Regions from separate parts of the Rattus norvegicus genome. Here region 2 is linked to region 1. The links are chromatin contacts, called in public Hi-C maps. All regions are on one chromosome and are shown on one strand. Each heading gives the region's core, a stretch centred on a gene start, on an enhancer-like site or on the middle of the called end of the contact. The rest is flanking DNA. Distances are from core to core; before and after follow the strand shown. Region 1 overlaps Dock1 (dedicator of cyto-kinesis 1). Region 2 has its middle 48 kb from the start of Clrn3.

Evidence for each region. Hi-C and Micro-C count contacts between places; a contact is called where the count stands out from the background.
Region 2: a Hi-C map of Schwann cells shows a contact between it and region 1, with 2.1 times the contacts expected there. The contact joins two enhancer-like sites. A contact is called at or near these places in 3 of 12 Hi-C or Micro-C datasets (Schwann cells, hepatocytes and kidney).

Annotation. Positions count from the first base shown.
Region 1 is chr1:199,315,171-199,318,837 of GRCr8, reverse strand. It overlaps Dock1 (dedicator of cyto-kinesis 1), which reads right to left. Exons shown (of 52, transcript NM_001143858.1): 30 at 3,370-3,448. Among named protein-coding and RNA genes, the nearest start is that of Insyn2a, 130 kb to the right of the region's middle. Within about 2 kb of position 2,112, at least 32 of the 93 cell types and tissues checked have an H3K27ac peak or open chromatin away from gene starts, as enhancers often do. A contact at or near this core is called in Schwann cells, where this site is marked.
Region 2 is chr1:199,715,045-199,718,711 of GRCr8, reverse strand. No RefSeq gene overlaps it. Among named protein-coding and RNA genes, the nearest start is that of Clrn3, 48 kb to the left of the region's middle. Within about 2 kb of position 1,746, at least 1 of the 93 cell types and tissues checked has an H3K27ac peak or open chromatin away from gene starts, as enhancers often do. A contact at or near this core is called in Schwann cells, where this site is marked.

The DNA of each region.
Region 1 (3,667 bases), core at 863-3,362:
CAAAAGGGGTGGGTTCACTCTATGAGATATAAGTCGCCCCTTTTCATTTATTTTTGAAAGGAGCATTTCCATCCTGTGTCCTTCTTGATCCTGTAGCAATCATAGGACAATGCTACCCATGTTCTGAGGATCACAGAACCATGGCTAGCTGGAAAAGTGGACTTGGATGGAGGGAAAGAAGGTAGGTCAACACAGACCGAGACCTATTCAGACACACATACACCTGGTGCCTGTTTTTGTTTCCATTTGTTTTCTGACACAAGGCGTCTTATATTCTAGGATGGCCTTGCTTGGTTATGTGGCTAAGAAGGACTGTGCCTTCTAATACTTCTGATTAACCTCCCAAGTGCTAGGTAGGTGTGTGGCACCATGCCTACCTACCTAGTACCTTTAAAAGCCATAATACAACAACCGCAAATAAAATCCAATGCTTTCCTCCTACCTTCCCCTCTCTCTCCTCCTCTCCCTCCTTTCCTACCTCCCCACTTCTTTCTTTTTGTGTTTGAACCCAGGGCTTCTGCATGGTGGGAAAGCATGTTATTGCCGAGCCAGATACCAGCTCGTTTTAAGTTTAGTTTTAAAGAAAGGAGCTTGCTAAACTACCTGTGCTAGCTTTGAACTTTTTATGCAGCCAAGGTGGGGCCAGAGCTCACGATCCATTTTTTGCCCCAGCTTTTGGAAGTGGCATAGCAAGTAAGTCCTGTCATGAGAGACAATGTTCCTTTTGGCATTATGTGTACTTATGATAGCTTATGGCTTTGCAGTTCAGACTAGCCTAAAACCTGGGGTCCAACTCTCTTAGCTGCCCAAGAACTGGGGTTGCAGGTGTGCACCAACACACCAGGACGAGAGCTTTTCAAATGATGATGTCACTGACTCCTCATTCCTTCTCTTCACTTATGGGGCCAGGGCTACTGTGGTTTATTGTGGTTTGGCCCACATCCCGCACTCCTTCTTGGGTCCAGCTCTGAATGCTGGAGAGCACAGAGCCTTGAAGGTGTTCAGTCTCAGGGTGAGAGCCCAGGCAGCCGTCACAATGGATCCTGAGTAGCAGACAGAGCACAGTGAGAATGCCTTCAGTGGGGAGATGGGTCCCTCCCAAGCAACAGCCACATCAGGACAGACAGGAATCCAGCCAGCAAGTCACAGGGCAGGCCAGAGTTTAATGAAAGCTAGAGCAAGAAGACCGGCATGGGGTGGAAGAAAGACAGACTACAAAAAACTCCCTCAAATGCTGTCACATTTCCCAGTTAACCAGTCCAACAAGTCCAGTTAACATCCAAGCAACATGATTTTCAGAAGAGACACTCAACTGGCTGATTTTAAAGTATATGTGCAAAAAGGAACGCACAAACACAGCGAGGGCAATTCCTCGCAGAAAATTCACTGGGATGTGTGGGTTCCACTACCTGGCTATAGAGTTGAAGCAAGGAAGTCACTGCGGTAGCAGTGCAGATAATAGAATCTATACACATTGCAATCTGGCCAATGGCGGCACGTCAAGTCACAGGAGGCACAGGAAGCCCATCATGAACTGAAAGTGGTGAGTGGAGAGATAGACCCTGATCCTAACACTAACTATAGAAATCCTAGGTGGATTCAATAACTGAAAAATTAAAAAAAAGGACCATTAAGCAGAACTCTGTAGGTAATTGCTGATATTAACTCCATTGCAGGTAGCTCAATCTACAACACTAAGGCAATTAGGGATTTGCTATGCCAAACCTAAGACCATATAATCACAAGAGAAATGTCAGGCTTGACTACAGGAAAAGTTAAATATTTTTATATAATAAACTTAAAACCATGAATAGGATATAATAAGAGTCCCAACTAATTAAAAACACTGAGAGCCAATGCAAGCAAAAGAAATGCCAGAAATGCCCAGGCGGTGCCTAGCAAAAAATCCCCACAGCTCATAAATACTCTCAGCCTAACTGGTCATTCAAAAATGTAGTGGTCAGAAAAGGATTCATATAAACAAGAGTCCTAAATTCTCAAGAAGGCCTGCACAAAGCTGCTTTGTTCAAAAGAGGCTGGCGAGAATGTCCTGGATAGTCCAGTGGGTCATAAGACAAAACACAAAGACAGAAGCGTGAGAAGGGCATTTGTAACTTGGAAGGGAGGTTGTCAAGGGTGGGAGGGAGCTTGGAGAAGATGGGGCTGGTGTCAGGGAGACTGAGGAGAATGTGGTACATACATGTATGAAAATCTCAAAGGAGAAAATCAAAAAGGTTTATAAACACATGCATACATACATATACATCTATGTGGCTGGCGAGGGTGCTACTACTGGGACATTTTTAGGAAGGCATTGGGACACCATCCATCAAGCTTGAACGCTCATCCTGTTTTGTCTGCAATCGGCCTTTTCTAGGGGGTACAGGCCTGGACATCCATGGAAGCTCATGGAAGCTTGGCTCAGGGCCGTGAGAAGCAGAAGCCGCTGGGCCATCTTGCAGGGGCAGCAGATACGGTCATGCTGTGGAGTATGGCAGGCCCCTGAAACACTCGGTGTGAACCAACACGTGTTAAAGGGAAGATGAAGTCATGCACGGGCCCGCCTAAATGTGCCTGGTGTCGGGAAGAGCACAGAGCACTTAGTTATAAGTAACTCCTGCAGAGAGAGCATGAGAATTGCAAAGGGCAGAGGAAACATTTCCTAACAACTCATTTACAGTGTGCGACTCTTTGTTATGACACATGAAAACAAGCACCAAGCAGAGAAAAACAGTAAAAAGTTAAAAACAAAAGGAAACACAGTTTTGTTTTTTTTGTTTTTTTTTTAAAGTAAGATTGCCAAGGATGGGGATGTGGCTCCTTTGATAGACAGCCTAATTAGCATGCACAAGATATTTAGGGTTTCTTCCCCAGGACCTCTCCCCACATACTTAGGCCAGGCATATACGGAAAAGATATTTATGATACAGGAGGCTTCACTGTGCACAATACGGGTGTCATAAAGCCCGAAGGGAATATGAAGGGGAGAGAGTTCCAGAAGCAATTAGCTCACTGAAGCACACCTGATCCTCCCGTACTGAACCCTTCATCCTGTCTTAGGATGATCCAAGAGGAGGTTGGCAGCCAAGCATAGTAGCACTCAATGGCTTGTCTGCTGCTTCCTGCCAGTTGAGTTTCTCCTTGCCACTCTGACTCAGTACTTTCTCTTGGAAACAACTCTACCTTGTAACTTGCTAAATGGAGTAACCACACTAGAAGTATCATTTCTCACTCCTCGGGTTCCAACTCCACACCTCGGATCAGAGGCTGATTAAGATCCCAGGACCAGAGGTACAGGTGACTGACGCCGGGCAGCCCTTTGTTTTAACAAGACTCTCCCACAAAGGTGCTGTCTACTTCTCCATTTACCTGCAGCTCAAAGTTGGCTTGATCCAGAAATTTCTTGTTCAGCATATCTGCATACTGATTAATCGCCCGCAGGAAAACTCTGAAAGACCAAGAGAAAATGGCATAATTACACACTCAGGCTTTGGCACCTTTGCAGGTTTGGCATTTCAATTAGGTAGGATTCCAGACTGTGGAGAAGGCGAAGTCTCTGAGTCCTACATGAAGTTGGGAGGCTTTGCCAGTGAAAAGCACTCAGCGTTATATGCAGATGTTCTCCAAATTAATCAAGAAAATTAGCACATGCAGAAGGAAAGAAACA
Region 2 (3,667 bases), core at 497-2,996, 400 kb before region 1:
GTAGGAACCCAGGCCTGACCTCTGGTCTCTAGACATTTGCTGTTCACCTCACCTCAAGTCTCACCCCTCACCTGCTATCCCACCTCGGCCCGAGAACTGCTGCTTCTCCATCTAGCACCCACGGGGAAGCTTCAAGACATGGAGAAAGTGAAGCCATATCTCCTTTCAATGTAGAACAGTCTTGGTTTCTTTCCTTCATCCCCTCCCTTCCTCCCTTCCCTCCTCCTTTATTTTTTTAAGTCAAGATCTCATGTAGCTCAGGCTGGCCTTGAACTCCTCATGATCCTCCTACCTCAGGTTCTTGAGTGGCAGGTACTCCTGATGTCATCAGGCTGCATGCACCCCAGGACAGCTATGAACATGGTTCAACACCAAATTGTAAACTATATAAAACACAAGGAGGTCTTTTCTGTGATTCTTAAAACCTCAATCATGTGGTTTGAGGAGTGAACGTTGTAAATGGCAGTGCTGTGTTGCAATGTTAAAAGCTAGGGCACTCCTTGCTCTGGATCCAGTCATGATGAGCACAGGCTGGATCACCCCAAATATCTACTACAGTCAGAGGGATGAATGGTAATATATGTATAGCCACACCTGACCATTCTACAATGGGTTGTGAGGGTCCTTTCCATTCATATTGTGGGGGCTGAGGAAATGTTATTCCAAAGCTAATCTTGCAAGCAAAGAAGTTCTCAGACCTTCTGCATCATTTTCCTTCATCCTTTGTCCCCTCCAATGCGGACCATAGAAATGAGGTCCCCCAAAGGCAGCCGCCATTCTGACAACACTGCTCCAGTGTCCCCTCCCTTCCAGGGAGGAGTGGCACAAGGAATGTTTCTCCTTCTCATGTTCTGACTGTGATTTGCCATACTTTCCTAAGGTCTTAAAACAAGTGGCCAATATGTGTCTGAATATAAATGACCCTGACTGGTTTTCCCTGTTGAGCCTATCGGTGTTAGATGATATCCTGGTCATGGCGACAACATATGACTACTCCTAGTCTACTAAGCTCAAGAAAATATGCGCAGATCAGGATTATAGGCTTAGGTGGCACGTTCTTGGCACAAAATAGGCCTTGGGTTTCATCTTCAGCATGAAAGACTAGAGGCTTAGACAGCAGTGCTAACTCTGGTCCACCCAAGCAGTCTGCCAGATCTGGGGTTGTGAACCAAAGTCGCAAGTCAGGTTTCATTCCCATCATCACCACCACCACCATCATTTAACTATTATTGTTGTTGCGATATTTATTGTTATCGATGCTGCAGATTGAACCCAGGGCCTTGTACAGACTAGGTAAGGCTCTGCTACTTATGTTCCAAGCTCTTGGTTTTGGAGATGGGATCTTTCTATTTAGCCCAGGCTGGCTTCAGACCTAAGATATTTCTGCCTCCTTCTGCCTAGCATTAAGATTACAGGTGTGCAAACCCATACCCAGCAGGCACTGTTATTCTTAAATGAAACAGAAATCAGCAGGAAGAAAAGGCCAATTTGGGCTAAATTGGTATAATGTATATAATATATAAAATTACACATCAGTAAGACTCCAATCTCCTTTTTTTCCCAGGATTATTCTGTGGAAAACTCAAGCCTTATGCTTCTCTTTGTGCTTGAGAGAGTATGTCTGGGTTTCCATTTCACTGCTTTGGGTAGCTTTTCCCTGACGTTCATGATTAGGGGCCATGGAAATGACCCAGTGCAGACAATAGTTCCTCTCAGTCTTCCCTTCCCTCTCCTTCCTCTTACACAGTTCTGCCAACCCCCTCCACTCAAAGCCAATCCCCGCCCCCATGCCCAAGCCAGGAATCCTGACTAGCAAAGCCTTTCCTTCCTAGATGAAGCACCTCTCACATATGGAACCTGACAGCTAGGAAATCTCAGCCATTCCCTTTGGTCAAAGCAGAGAGATTACTAGTTAAAGGTCTGAATTAAGCTTTTGTAAAAATTTGAAATCAGGGAATGCTTCTTTCTGTGAAATGCAACAGATGTTTTGTTGAGCCAGGTAGAGAATGCACCTGTGATTCCAGACAGGGAAGGACTGAGGAAAGCTGAAATAAAGAACAAGAAGTTCAACTACTCCAGAGTCGCTTTCTTTGTAAAGTTAAAGAGAGACAATACTAGAGGAACCAAATGGCCAAGGCCGGACTGTTTCCTGGCCGGGGTGAAGATATAGGGACGTTCTATGCATGTCCACTGAGGCTGGCCTATGTGGGAAGACAGGTTTCCGTAGTAGCAATCCTGATTTCTTAGAAGGTCAGATAACCACTTAGGATTTGGTTTGATGACCGCGGTGCTTCACAGCATGGCTTCCTGTAACATTTACTCAGTGCCTTTGAATAAAGATTTGTTCTTCCACTCTTCCAAATTGAGAAGATACTAAACATGCCTCTGGGGACACAGGGCAATCACAGTTCAGTTTATGACTCCCCCCCCTCCACTTCTACTTTCTGCCCTTACTGTGCACCCTAAAATTGACCTCTCTAAGCCATCGTGTTCTGTCTGCTTTCAAGGTTGGCAGATGTTGGCTAGCCTCAGGGTAGCCACAGAGGGTCTAGTCTCTTAATCATCTGCATGAAGAGGAGGGTGTGTACTTGAATATCTTCCTGTAGCTGGAGTGTGAGCTTCGGACCTAAAAATAACATAGAAAACATTGTAAGAGCTTTAGCACAAAATGACTTAGCAAAGGGCCCTCTGGGAGTCGAGGTTAAGGAACTTTCCAGGGCTGCATAGTAGCTTTCTAGTGGCTGTCCACAATAGCAGGACTGCTTCTTCCTTCCTAGGACTTCTGGAGGTTCCTGCCTTCCCATTATGGCCTCCACTTCAGATAGCAGAAGCACAAACACATGTAAATGGGAAGGAATGTGTGATATCCCTGTACTTTGCACAGGGCACAGAATCTGCCACCCCAGATATACCTCTTCAGGATATGAATCATTATTTATATTAATAATGCATGTGGCTGTTCTGTCTGTGTGTATGTCCGTGGACCGTGTTCAGACATTTCCTGAGGGTGTCGGATTCCCTTGTTACCGGAGTTGCTGAGGATGGTCAACTGTGATGTGGGTGCTGGGAATAAACCCCAGCCCTCTCCAAGAGTAGCCGATGCTCTCAGCTGCTGAGCTGTCCCTCCAGCTCTGACATGTAGATTATGGCAAAGTGAGTGACAGTAGCCGACACAGGGAGACTTCTGACTGACTAAAAGCAGATGCACACTTCTCCCCTGTCGAGGACATTTGCATTTGTAGCAGGAAATTCTCCTTTGGGATTTATGTTGAGCAGCTCCATTCTAAATCATAATCTGTGGTTTTGCTGAAACGAAGGCACCTGAATACATTTTACCGACGAAATCCGTAGGAACACGTGAGTTGATCTGGATGTAGTGGCTCATTCCTGTAATCTCAGCAAGGAGAGGCAGAAGAAAGAGGATTGGTATTCGAGTTAGAGTTACTATGGCCGCAATGAAACACCATGTCCAAAGAAACTTGGGGATCAAAGGGCTTACTTGGCTTATACTTCCACATCATAGTCCATCATTGAAGGAAGACGAGACTTCAACCCAATCAGGGCAGGAACCTGGAGGCAGGAGCTGATGCAGAGGCTGTGGAGAGCACTTACTCATGCTCAGCCAGATTTCTTATAGAACCCAGGACCATCAGCCCACACATGGCAC